2 separate regions of the Mus musculus genome follow, and region 1 is linked to region 2. A link is a contact called in public promoter capture Hi-C data. All regions are on one chromosome and are shown on one strand. The core of a region is the stretch at or near the end of the contact, and the rest is flanking DNA. Distances in the headings are between cores, read along the strand shown.

Evidence for each region. Capture Hi-C pulls out chosen DNA fragments and counts their contacts.
Region 1: a promoter capture Hi-C map of liver shows a contact between it and region 2. The contact joins the promoter of Abcc3 here to the promoter of Nme1 in region 2. A contact is called at or near these places in 4 of 39 promoter capture datasets (the SN4741 cell line, liver, maxillary cranial neural crest and 1 more), 5 of 484 Hi-C or Micro-C datasets (the G1E-ER4 cell line, embryonic stem cells, palatal mesenchyme and 1 more) and 1 of 9 other capture datasets (liver).

What each region holds. Positions count from the first base shown.
Region 1 is chr11:94,390,885-94,396,380 of GRCm38.p6, forward strand. It overlaps Abcc3 (ATP-binding cassette, sub-family C (CFTR/MRP), member 3), which reads right to left and starts at 2,106. Exons shown (of 31, transcript NM_001363187.1): 1 at 1,987-2,106. The coding sequence starts at 2,031.
Region 2 is chr11:93,966,801-93,972,097 of GRCm38.p6, forward strand. Nme1 (NME/NM23 nucleoside diphosphate kinase 1) reads right to left here and starts at 1,472. Exons shown (of 5, transcript NM_008704.3): 1 at 1,421-1,472. It overlaps Gm35198 (a long non-coding RNA gene), which reads left to right and starts at 1,705. Exons shown (of 3, transcript XR_388959.3): 1 at 1,705-1,861.

The DNA of each region.
Region 1 (5,496 bases), core at 856-3,355, 420 kb after region 2:
GCGCAATGCCTTGGGAAGTTCTAATTACTCAAGGCTTCATTGACGACCAGGAAGGTTGCACCTGAAACTTGGCACACCCTTCCTCCTGTTTATCACCTTTTTTTTTTTTTTTTTTTTTTTGCCTAGTCACTGTGATCATTACCATGCCACAGTCACGCCTGGCAAGTCCAAGTGAGCAGAGAAGAGAAGCTCGCCCATACGCCAGTGTATTCCCTCTGGACCTCAGAGGAGAGTGGCCACTCCAGTCTAGATGATGGGGGCACTCCTCATGGTTTGAGCTAGAACCAGTTAGTGACCCAAAGGAAAAGGATAGTCTCCAAGAAGCACTTTTAATTTTTTCTTTTTGTTGTTTGTTTGGAAATGAAGTCTCATGTGTCTCAGGCTGGCCTTGGTACTTGCCCTGTAGCCAAGGATAACCTGGAATTTCTGGTTCTATTTCCAGCTCCTAAATACTGGATGACAGGCTGTGCAGCCACATTCAGCTTCTTGGCATTGCGAGGCTGGAAGCGGAGGAGAACTCAGGACCTTTCACTTCTCTCAAGTCCATGTTACACTTTGTGCCCAGCCCAGTCCGAGATACCTTAAATGACAACACTGGAGTGTGGCTCTTGACTTTCACATGCCTGTTCACACACAGACACACAGCACACGTTTGTGCAAAACAGCTCACCCGCATCCCTGCACACGCACATCTGCACACACCGGATGCATATACACAAATACTCGTCATGGAAGAAACACAGACTGGGATTCGGATTCTAGATTTGAAACCAGACAAGGGCGGGCAACCCCTGGGTAATGAGAAAGTAGCCCCGTGTCACACTCTGCCTGTGAGGCTGAGATTGTGTCCCCAGTTGCTTTGCCTGGTGGAGGAACAAGTGCTGAGGCTGCACACACTTCAGACGCTTAAGATGACTGATACAAGGATTTGAGGAGAGACACAGAAAGTTACCTTTCTGCACTGAGCTTGTGCGCGTGCGCACATACCATACCCTCACGGTACTGTGTTTTGAGCCCAGTCTCCTGCATATCAGGCAAGCGCCACGCCCCTGAGCTATAACCCCAGTACAAAAGACCTGCTTTAACTTACTTTATTTTTATCTGGTTTCGTGGAATTGGTGTTTTGGCACAATTCCTTACCTCTCTAGACCCCCATTTCCCTTATCTATCAATGGAAAGGTTTGGGCTTGGACACCTCAGTTCTCCCTCTCCTCTCCTCTCCTCTCCTCTCCTCTCCTCTCCTCTCCTCTCCTCTCCTCTCCTCTCCTCTCCTCTCCTCTCCTCTCCTCTCCTCTCCTCTCCTCTCCTCTCTCTCTCCTCTCTCTCTCTCTCCTCTCTCCTCTCTCTCTCTCATATGTCCTGGGTGTAGATAGGGTCTCCTCACAGACCTGCAGGTGGATCTTGCTCACAGAAACAGTAGCCTCCCAAAACAGGGCCTGGAAGGTCTAGCTGTACCAAGTCCTGACGGATCAGGGCTCTGGATGCCCTAGGGTATAGGCAAGGAAGATTGGATGAACAACCAAGGCACAGTTACTGGGTCGGGTCCAGTGGAGGTGGGGTCGGGTGGATTCATTCATTAGGGATGCAGGCAAAATACAAAGTGTTCTTCTATGCAAAACGCAAAAAGTCCCTGGGATCCACCAGACAGAGAGACTTACACCAACAGGCAAGCGCCTGAGCTTCCCTATTCTTGGCGCCCTGCAACTACAGATTCCAGGAGCCTCCTTTCTGCCTAGCTTCTCCCCGCGGTAGGTCAAGGCACAGCCGTGGCTATACATCCTTCTGCGCCCATTCTTCCCCCTTTGGAGCTTAGACCCTCCCAGGTCTGACTATGCACATCCGCCTTTCCAGGGCATCAGCTGCTGCTCCCGCACTCCGCACTCCGGAGGTGCGTCCTCCGGAAGGCTGTGTTGGGGCGAGAGACCAGACATCCCACGGTTGACACCTACTTCCTCCGTAGCACGGATACCAAGAGACGCTTCTTACCCAGAACTTGGAGCCCAGCTCTCCGGAGCCGCACAGGCGGTCCATGTGGCTCTGGTGCACCGCAGGACTTGGAATCTCAGTTCAGCTCAGCCCCAGCAGATCTGCCCCGGAACCGCCTCTGACTCCCTGCTCCATAGGCACTCCTCCCCGCCCCGCCCTCAGGCCCTCTGGGTCAAGTTCTCCCTGTCCCCAGCGATTGCAACACAGCCTTGGTAAAAGTGCTGGTACCTAAAGGATAATGTAAGAAAGGGACAGTAGAGTAAGGATGGGTAATTAATTGACTGTACTAGTCCCTGAGCTTATAGACCCCGAAGCTGATGGACGTGAGAATGAGTCTCACTGTAAAAGAAGTCCTTTCTAAAGGTAGGGTCATTTCTGGCTTTATATATAAATAGGAGATCATTGTCTATAGTATGTGAAGTGCTCGTGAGCCTAGTCTCTTTCTTCATACGTTACCAGAGAACTGAGACCAGCACATTTATGTGATGTGTCTATGCACATGTGTACAGCAGGGGAGTGGGGCATGAAGTTGGTCCTAGTACCAAATAGATGGGTGTATGACTTCCCTGTGGTCCCCTTAAGTTGCTGCCTTCTCAGGTTCTGTGGCTCCCGTGTCTTGCCCAGGGCACTTCTCTTCCCCACTTTTGCACTGGTGAAGTATGGATCACCATAATAGAATCCTTCACACTGAGTTTTCTGAGGATTCAACAGAAAAAACAAAACAAAACAAAACAAACTATAACCCGCATGGACTACATGTAATACCCAACCTAGGTTAATTCTAGTGAGGCCTCAGGAAAATCCCTCACTAACACCTTGACCCTTTGTTGTTGCTGTCATGGCTTTTTTTTTTTTTTTTTTTTTTTTTTTTTTTTTTTTGGCTTTTCGAGAAACCACAGGGTTTCTCTGTGTAGCCCTGGCTGCCCTGGAAATCACTTTGTAGACCAGGCTGGCCTCGAGCTCAGAAATCCACCTGCCTCTGCCTCCCAAGTGCTGGGATTAAAGGCGAGTGCCACCACACCCGGCTCACTGTTATGTTTTTTTGTTTGTTTAAGACAGAGTTTCTCTGAATAGCCTTGGCTACCCTTGAACTCACTCTGTAGACCAAGCTGGCCTCGACCTCAGAGACCTGCTTGCCTGTGCCTCCCAAGGGCTGGGATTAAAGGCGTGCACCCGTGTCTTAACGCTGAGCCTCCACATTGTCAGTCTGTAAAATGGCCTTCCCAGCTTGGCTACGCTGGGTTCCCCTCCTTCTCTCTCTTCCCTGATACGATCCCAACTCACCCACACCTCTCTGGAGTGAGCAGAAATCCTCTTGGTCTAATTTACCCCTGTCTCTATCTGCAAGCTCTTGGTGTGTGTGTGTGTGTGTGTGTGTGTGTGTGTGTGTGGTTGGCATTTGTTTCCCAGTCAGGACAGGGTATTTTTAGCCTCCTGAAGGCGTTGGAGGGACCCGGTAGGACAGTGTAGACCATCCGTTACCCCTCTGGGCAGGCACGAAGTACTGGAAGCCAGATTAGGGAGAAGCTAGTAGAGTGGGGGTGGGACAGTTAGTCACCTGTTCGATTTCTCTCCTCCCTCTGCCCCTTTCTCTCCCATCCTGTCTTCCTCCAACCTCTGTACAGAAGACTTCGTGGAGCTTCCGTAACTTGTCAGCGTGCCCTTGGTTACACTTCTGTGTGAAGACTCTGGAAGGTCCTCAAAGCAGCCAGCAGTCATGCCTACCTCCCCTCCATGCCTCAGGTAGTATCTATAGTACCCTATGTAACCGTGACAGGCTCCTCATGTCTCTGGGACCAGTTTCATGGACAAAGTGAGTTAGCAAAGGACCACGGAAGCCCCTTTCCTACCCTGTAGTCTAGGCATCTAAGATCAAAGCATCTGAACCAATCTCTGAGCCTTCCGCTAACCTTGAACATGACTTTCCCAGCACCCCTCCATGGCATTTTACTACTGGGCTTTCTCTTGGAGTCGGGCCATGGATAAAACCCACCAGTGTGATTCTGAGCTTGAGGAGACTAAGGGACCTTCCTCTGGAATCCTTTAGGAAGATGAGCCTCCCCCAACCCCAGTTAACCCTTCTCATTCCCTGAGACCTTCCAGCTCAAGGTCAGCGTGAAGTTCTTTTGTTAGGCCTCCAATTTGAGAGCAGGAATCTGGGTGCAGCACTGGAGCAAAGCACCCTCTTCCATGACATCAGCCTTTCCATCCTTTCTGCCTTCTCTGGTCTCTCCAAAGTCATGATGCACTCCTTGGTGATCCTTGCCTTCCCCTCCCTCTGGAAATGTTGGGGTGCACTCCTACTGGCCTCTTATGGAATGTGGTCTCTCTTTTTTCCCCCCATGTTCCTTGAAGAACAAGCATAGTGTGTTAGCGTTGGTCTCGAGTGTTGTGTGTTCAGGTGCTGAGTTCTGTACCACAAGATCAAGTTACAGTTCAGAGATAGGCATTGTAATGACCGGTATGCTGTAAAGAATGCTCCCCAATGATCTCTGATTGGCTAATAAAAAGCTGGAGCCTGTGACTGGCAGAGGAGGTAGAAAGGTGGAACTCACAATCGAGGGAAGGGTCTCAGGAAGGGACCATGGCGGAGGAAGAAAGAAGAGGGAGAAGGAAGTCGAGTGAGGCAGGATGGACCATGAGCATGTGGTCAAGAGAAGTTTGCCCTGAGTACAGACAACTATAGCAGAAGGAGGCCAGGTAGGACAAATTGGCAAGTGACTTGGGGCACATGACTGGGAAATAGCAATATAGCATAGAGGGTTAAAATATACAACTATCTGCCCAGCTCTAGTTCCAGCAGCTTGTTAATAAAATCATCAGTTCTCTGTGTTATTTACTTGGGAGCTAAACGGGCTAAGTGAGCATAGAAATGCCCTGCATATATCTGAGAACAAAAGGAGATGTAGAATACCCCCCCTCCGTAAAATGACTACTATAGTAGTGTTTGCAGGACATTGCTGTTTTGATTGCTTGTCTCACCCAAGCAAGAAAGCTCAGGCCTTGAGACCTCCCACAGTTTACCAGGGCCTCAGAGCTCCATCTGGTACAGGTACCAAGGGCCCTCTTCTGTATGCAGCTTCCATACATGGCTACTCCAGGTAGCTCCCTGGACTGAATGTACTTCCCGGACCCTCGGCTATTGCACCCCTGCCCCTAGCTCACCTCCCAAGCAGACCCTTTCCTAACTCTGCTGACCACTGCACTTGCCAAACTCTGTTTATCCTTCAAGATCTCTGTCAGTATTGAGCATGGTAGTGCATAAGTGGAATCTCAGCATTTGGGAGATGGAGGTAACAGATCACAAGTTCAAGGCCAGCCTCAGCTACCCAGTGAGTGTGAGACTAGTCTAAGCTATATGAGAACCTGTCTAAATCAACAAGAAGTCTCTTCCCTATATCACAACTACTGCCTCCCCAATGGTCTGTGAACATTGAGTACAGGGAATAAATCTTTTTTTATTGTAGTATTCTTTATCACCCAAGACAGTGCTTGGCTGAGTCCTCAGGG
Region 2 (5,297 bases), core at 222-2,721:
ATGGGAAAGCAAACAAACAATGACTATGTTCTATCATAGATTGGGGAGGGACTCAGAAGGCCCAAGGCCTTATCCCTGCCTTGGGAGCTATTGGCAATTATTGGCAATTAAGGGGGGGGGGGCACTCTTCACTGATGTAGCCATGGGTAAACTGTCCATGCCACAGCAAATAACTCCTCTATCCATCAAGCAAGCAACTCCAATTAAACTCATTCAAACACACACAAACACACACACAGAGAGAAAAAATATAAGACATGAAAGTAGGAGAGAACTTGTTGGAAGAATTCAGGCTAGATGAGAGAGTGTAAGGGGAGAGGGTGAAATGACTAAATATATCACATACATGTAGAAAATTGTCAGAGAATAAAAAGATAAAAACTTGAAAGTCCATTATGTAAGACTAGCAATTAACATTTATTAAATTACATATTATGGGGAAAGGGCAATGAGTATTGTAACTAACCAATGAACTGTGGATTATGAGAAAAACCACAGCCCAATACCTAACATGGGGCATCATCCAGGAAGAAGACACCTGGAGAACATCCATTCCAGAATGTTCCATTTCCAGGGTACACTGCCTCACAAGATGAAAGGAGACTCCACCTTGAAAGACGATACCTAAGAGGACAGCAACACCGGCTCCTGGCTCTGTCTTTCTAAACTTGGGTTCACCTCTAATTTTATACCCTAAGAATGAGGCCTGAGCCAGCTAGACGGCCTAGCAGACCTTGAGTTGTACTACAAGCATGTGTTGGGTCCCACGAACCCGCTCCACAAAATTACCTTCTGGGGTTCACATGTGAGCTAGGGCATGCATGAACCTTTGCATGATCATTTTTGTTCCTGACTTCCTGTCCCTCTCGCCTGCCCGGTCTGTAAGCCAGTCCACCTATCTTTGATACCAAACCACGGGGTCTCGCAGTCAATAGGAGCAAAGAGCAGGCCTTAAGTGGCAATCGCGCCCCCCATAAAGAGAAAGACAGAAGCCACAGACTAGCTGGAGAATGTCTGAAGGAAAGATTATTCAGAAATGGCTGAAACATCCTCTATGAAAGCCTCTGCATACCGATCTCTCTTTCTTTCTCTCTTCACTCACATTCACACACACAGAGAGTGTCATTCATTCATTCAGCAAGCACCACCCGAGTACCAACTCTGTGCCCAACAGCGGACTGGAAAGAGAATAAGGCATAGCCCTGCCGCGAGCCGGACAGGAACTGCGGCCACGGACAAAGGCGAGCCCACGTGGCGTATCAAGCTGACAGGTCTGTACCTGGCCACAGCCTGCCATCTCCCTGCCTGCCATCTCCCTAACACCCCGCGGAGAGTGCACCCTTTAGTGAACGCCCACCTCCCTCCCCATTCACCTAAACCCTCAACTTGTCTCCTTGACTCTCAACTTGACCCCTCTTACCCCTTCAGATGACAAGGCTTTACCGCCGGCTGCGACTGCCCGCACCGGAAACGCTCCCCGGCCTCACGTGGTTCCCCGCAGCTGCTCGCACGGAACCTTTTCGGACAGTTCCGATTCAGGGGAGCCCTTTTAGCGGTACACCGCCGGTCCCCGCTTCTTCTGGGGAGTCGGATGTCATTCTAGGGAGCACTCGCCCAGTGTTTAACTTCCGACACTGGGTGTGGTGTTTTGGATTTTTTTACCCCCCCTGTCTGGCGGCCATCTTCTGTTTCTCCCCTACGGCTGCCTGTGACTCACTTCCTCCGTTCCCGAGAAAATCTAGTTTTTCCCGACAGGTGGCGCTCACACTGCATGAAGTCACAACTAGAGCTTCAGTGGCCGTGTCATTCCACCTTCCCTTCATTCTGTCAAGCAACAAATGTACTGAATCCTATGTGCCGGGTAGGAACATTCTAGAGCCTAGGGTTGAAGTTTACTTGGGAGCTTACTAGTAGGGTTGAGAATTGCGACAATAAAGAGAAAATTGATAGTGAACACACAGTGCAAGTGCTGATAAGAAAGAACAGAGCAGGGGGAAAAAATTAAGGCTGAGAAATCTCTGCAGAAGTGATAATCAAAAGGACCTACATGAAGGGAGAAAGCCCGTTATTACCTGAGAGCCAAGAATTATAGTGAATACCTGATGGTAGGAAACGCGGGAGGAGGGTTTTATTATTGTTGTTATTATTGTATGTAGGGTCTCATTATGTAACTCTGACTTTTCTGGAACTCACTGTGTAGATCAGGCTGGCCATGACCTCGCAGAGACTCCCTCTTAGTCTGCCTCCCGAGTTCTGGGATTAAAGGCATAACCACATCCGGCATTATTTATTTGTTTGCTTATTAAGATGTATTTATTTTATGTATGAGTGCTCTATCTGCATGTATACCTGCAGGCCAGAAAAAGGCATCAGATCCCATTATAGATGATTGTGAGCCACTACGTGACTGCTGGGGATTAAACTCAGGACCTCTGGAAGAGTAGACAGTGCTCTTCATCATTGAGCCATCTCTCCAGCCTCTTATTATTTATTTACATGTACACGCGTATGTCAGTGTATGAAGTGGTCAGTTCCAATGGCGGTGGAGTTACAAACAGTTGCGAGTGATCTGATGTGAGTGCTAGGAACGGAACTTGGGTCCTCTGCAAGGACAGTGTGTGCTTCATAGCCACTGGACCAGCTTGCCAGCCCAGATGATGTGTTTGTTTGCTTGCTTGCTTTTTTTGTTTTGTTTTTTGTCTTTTGTTTTTAATGAAATGGAGGGACTGGGGTGTTGGTCAAATGAGAAGGGCCTTGCCTGATGAATTCACAGCACTGGGAAGGCTGAAGCAGGATCATCAAGACTTAGAGGCCACCAGGATGACATAGAGAGAATATGTCTCTCAAAAAAACAGGCAGGTTAAAGAGCTCTGTGATTTCAAGACAAGCCTGATCTATATAGTGAATTACAGGCTAGTCAGCACAACTTAGCAAAAGCTTATCTCAAGCAAAACAAAGCAAAACAAACAAACAAAAAAGAGTCAAACACACATAGTCTAATTATAAAATGGGCAAAAGACAAGAATAGACTTTTCACAGGCAGAATATGCAGGGGGTGTGGAGGAGGAAAAGAAAAGCTATTGTCTCTAGCTCGGTGGGTAGAATGTTTGCTTGGCATGCACAGAGCCTTAGGTTGAATCCCCAACTTTACTTAGATTGGGTGTAGTTTCACAGGCCTGTAATCCCAGCACATCCAAGGTAGGTCAAAAGTTCAAGGTCATCCTAAGCTACACAGTAAGTTTGAAGTCTGCCTAGACTATAAAAGACTGATTTGAGAAGAAAAAGGGGGGTGGGGGGGGCTGGCAAGATGGCCCAACAGGTAATAGCACTGACTGCTCTTCTAAAGTCCTGAGTTCAAATCCCAGCAACCACATTATGGCTCACAACCACCTGTAGTGAGATCTAATGAGTCAGCTACAGTGTATTTATGTATAATAATAAATAAATCTTTATGCCGGACTGAGCAAGCAGACTTGATTGGAGCGAGTGGGGCTACTGCAGTGAGGAGAGGTCTGAAAAATTCAATTCCCAACAACCACTTGAAGGCTCACAACCATCTGTACAGCTACAGTGTACTCACATCCCTAAAATAAATAAATAATTCTTTTTTAAAAAGAAGAAGAAAGGAAAAAAAAAAAAAAAACCAGACATGGTAGCTCATACCTATGATCCCAGAACCTTCAGGGCTGAAGAACAGATAACCTTGAATTCAAGGCCAGTTTTACTTATGTATGGGTTTCCAGACTATGCATGTGCGCACACGCACACACACACACATGTTTAACTTCATTAGCCATTAGAGAGATATGAATTAAATCCGTGATGAGTTATCAGTACACTTGTAAAGATAGGAAAGTAAACTATAGCAACCACTTTCAGCTTTTGGGAAGCTAAATCAAGAGAGCTAAACATGTAAGGCTAGCCTGAACTACAACAGCAAGAATGTGCCTTAAAGCTGGGTATGATAAGGGCAGGAAAATCAAGAGCTCAAGGTCATCCTATGCCACTTAACGAATCTGAAATCCGCTTAGATTACATAGCACCCTATCTTGAAAAATAAAATTTTTAAAAAGGAGGGGCCAGTGATGATAACACTAAATATTATTGATGAGGTGAAATAGGATTTAGATTATTAATTAGAATTTAAATTATTCTGACTGAAAAAAAATTCGCTTGCTGGCTGAGGATACAGAACATTAGTAGAGCATATACAGAACCCTGAGCCCAATCTTAAAATGAGAAAAAGGAAAATTGACCTGCAGTCCCGGGTACTCGATAACACTAAATATTATTGATGAGGTGAAATAGGATTTAGATTATTAATTGGAATTTAAATTATTCTGACTGAAAAAAAAAATTTGCTTGCTGGCTGAGGATACAGAACATTAGTAGAGCATATACAGAACCCTGAGCCCAATCTTAAAATGAGAAAAAGGAAAATTGACCTGCAGTCCCGGGTACTCTGGATGCTGAAGCAAAAGAATCATGCTAGGTCAGGAGTTCAGGGCCAGCCTAGGAAACAGTGAGAATCTCATCTCTGAAAACAAGGAAAGACCTAGATTATAGCAAAAATTAAATACTGTATTATTTCATTCATGTGGCATTCTTTTGGTGTGGTAGATCAGATCTAGGGTCTCATAAATACTAAGTATATATGCTACCACTAAGCTACATATATCTTCAGCCTGTATAAAACATTGTTAAATAACAAGAAATTGGGAACGAATTAGTGGTTACCAGGAGTTAGGGATAAATACAGGGTACAAATATGTCTCCATAAAGAGGTAATCTAAGGAAATCCTGGAATAAATGATTGGGGGATTGAGACTATGGTGCCCAGGCTAACTCAGTCTCTTGAGTGCTAGAACTATTGGTATGAGCCACTATGCCTAGCCTATTTCAGAAAACATGAGTTGTTGCTTCTGGTTGGTTGGTTAGTTAGTTAGTTAGTTAGTTAATTGTTGGTTTTGTGTATGTGTGGTTTGTTTGGAAACGGCCTCAAGTAGATCAGGCTGGCTCAAGTGTATTATGTTGCTGGCCTAGTTCTGTATCTTGAGTGTGATGGCAATTGCTCAAATGTACATGTTGAAAGGTCGGCTAAGGAACTTTGGGAAGGTCATGAAACACTTGCCCCTCCAGAAGGGAGAGGTTAATTAACACTCCTCAGACTACAGGGCTGGAACTGACCTACCGGTGGGAACACATTCCTAAAGATGGACCTTTGCCCACCTCAGACAAGGGAAGTCCTTGTCACCTCATTCCCTAAAGACCAATCAATTTAAAGGGTGCACTGTTCC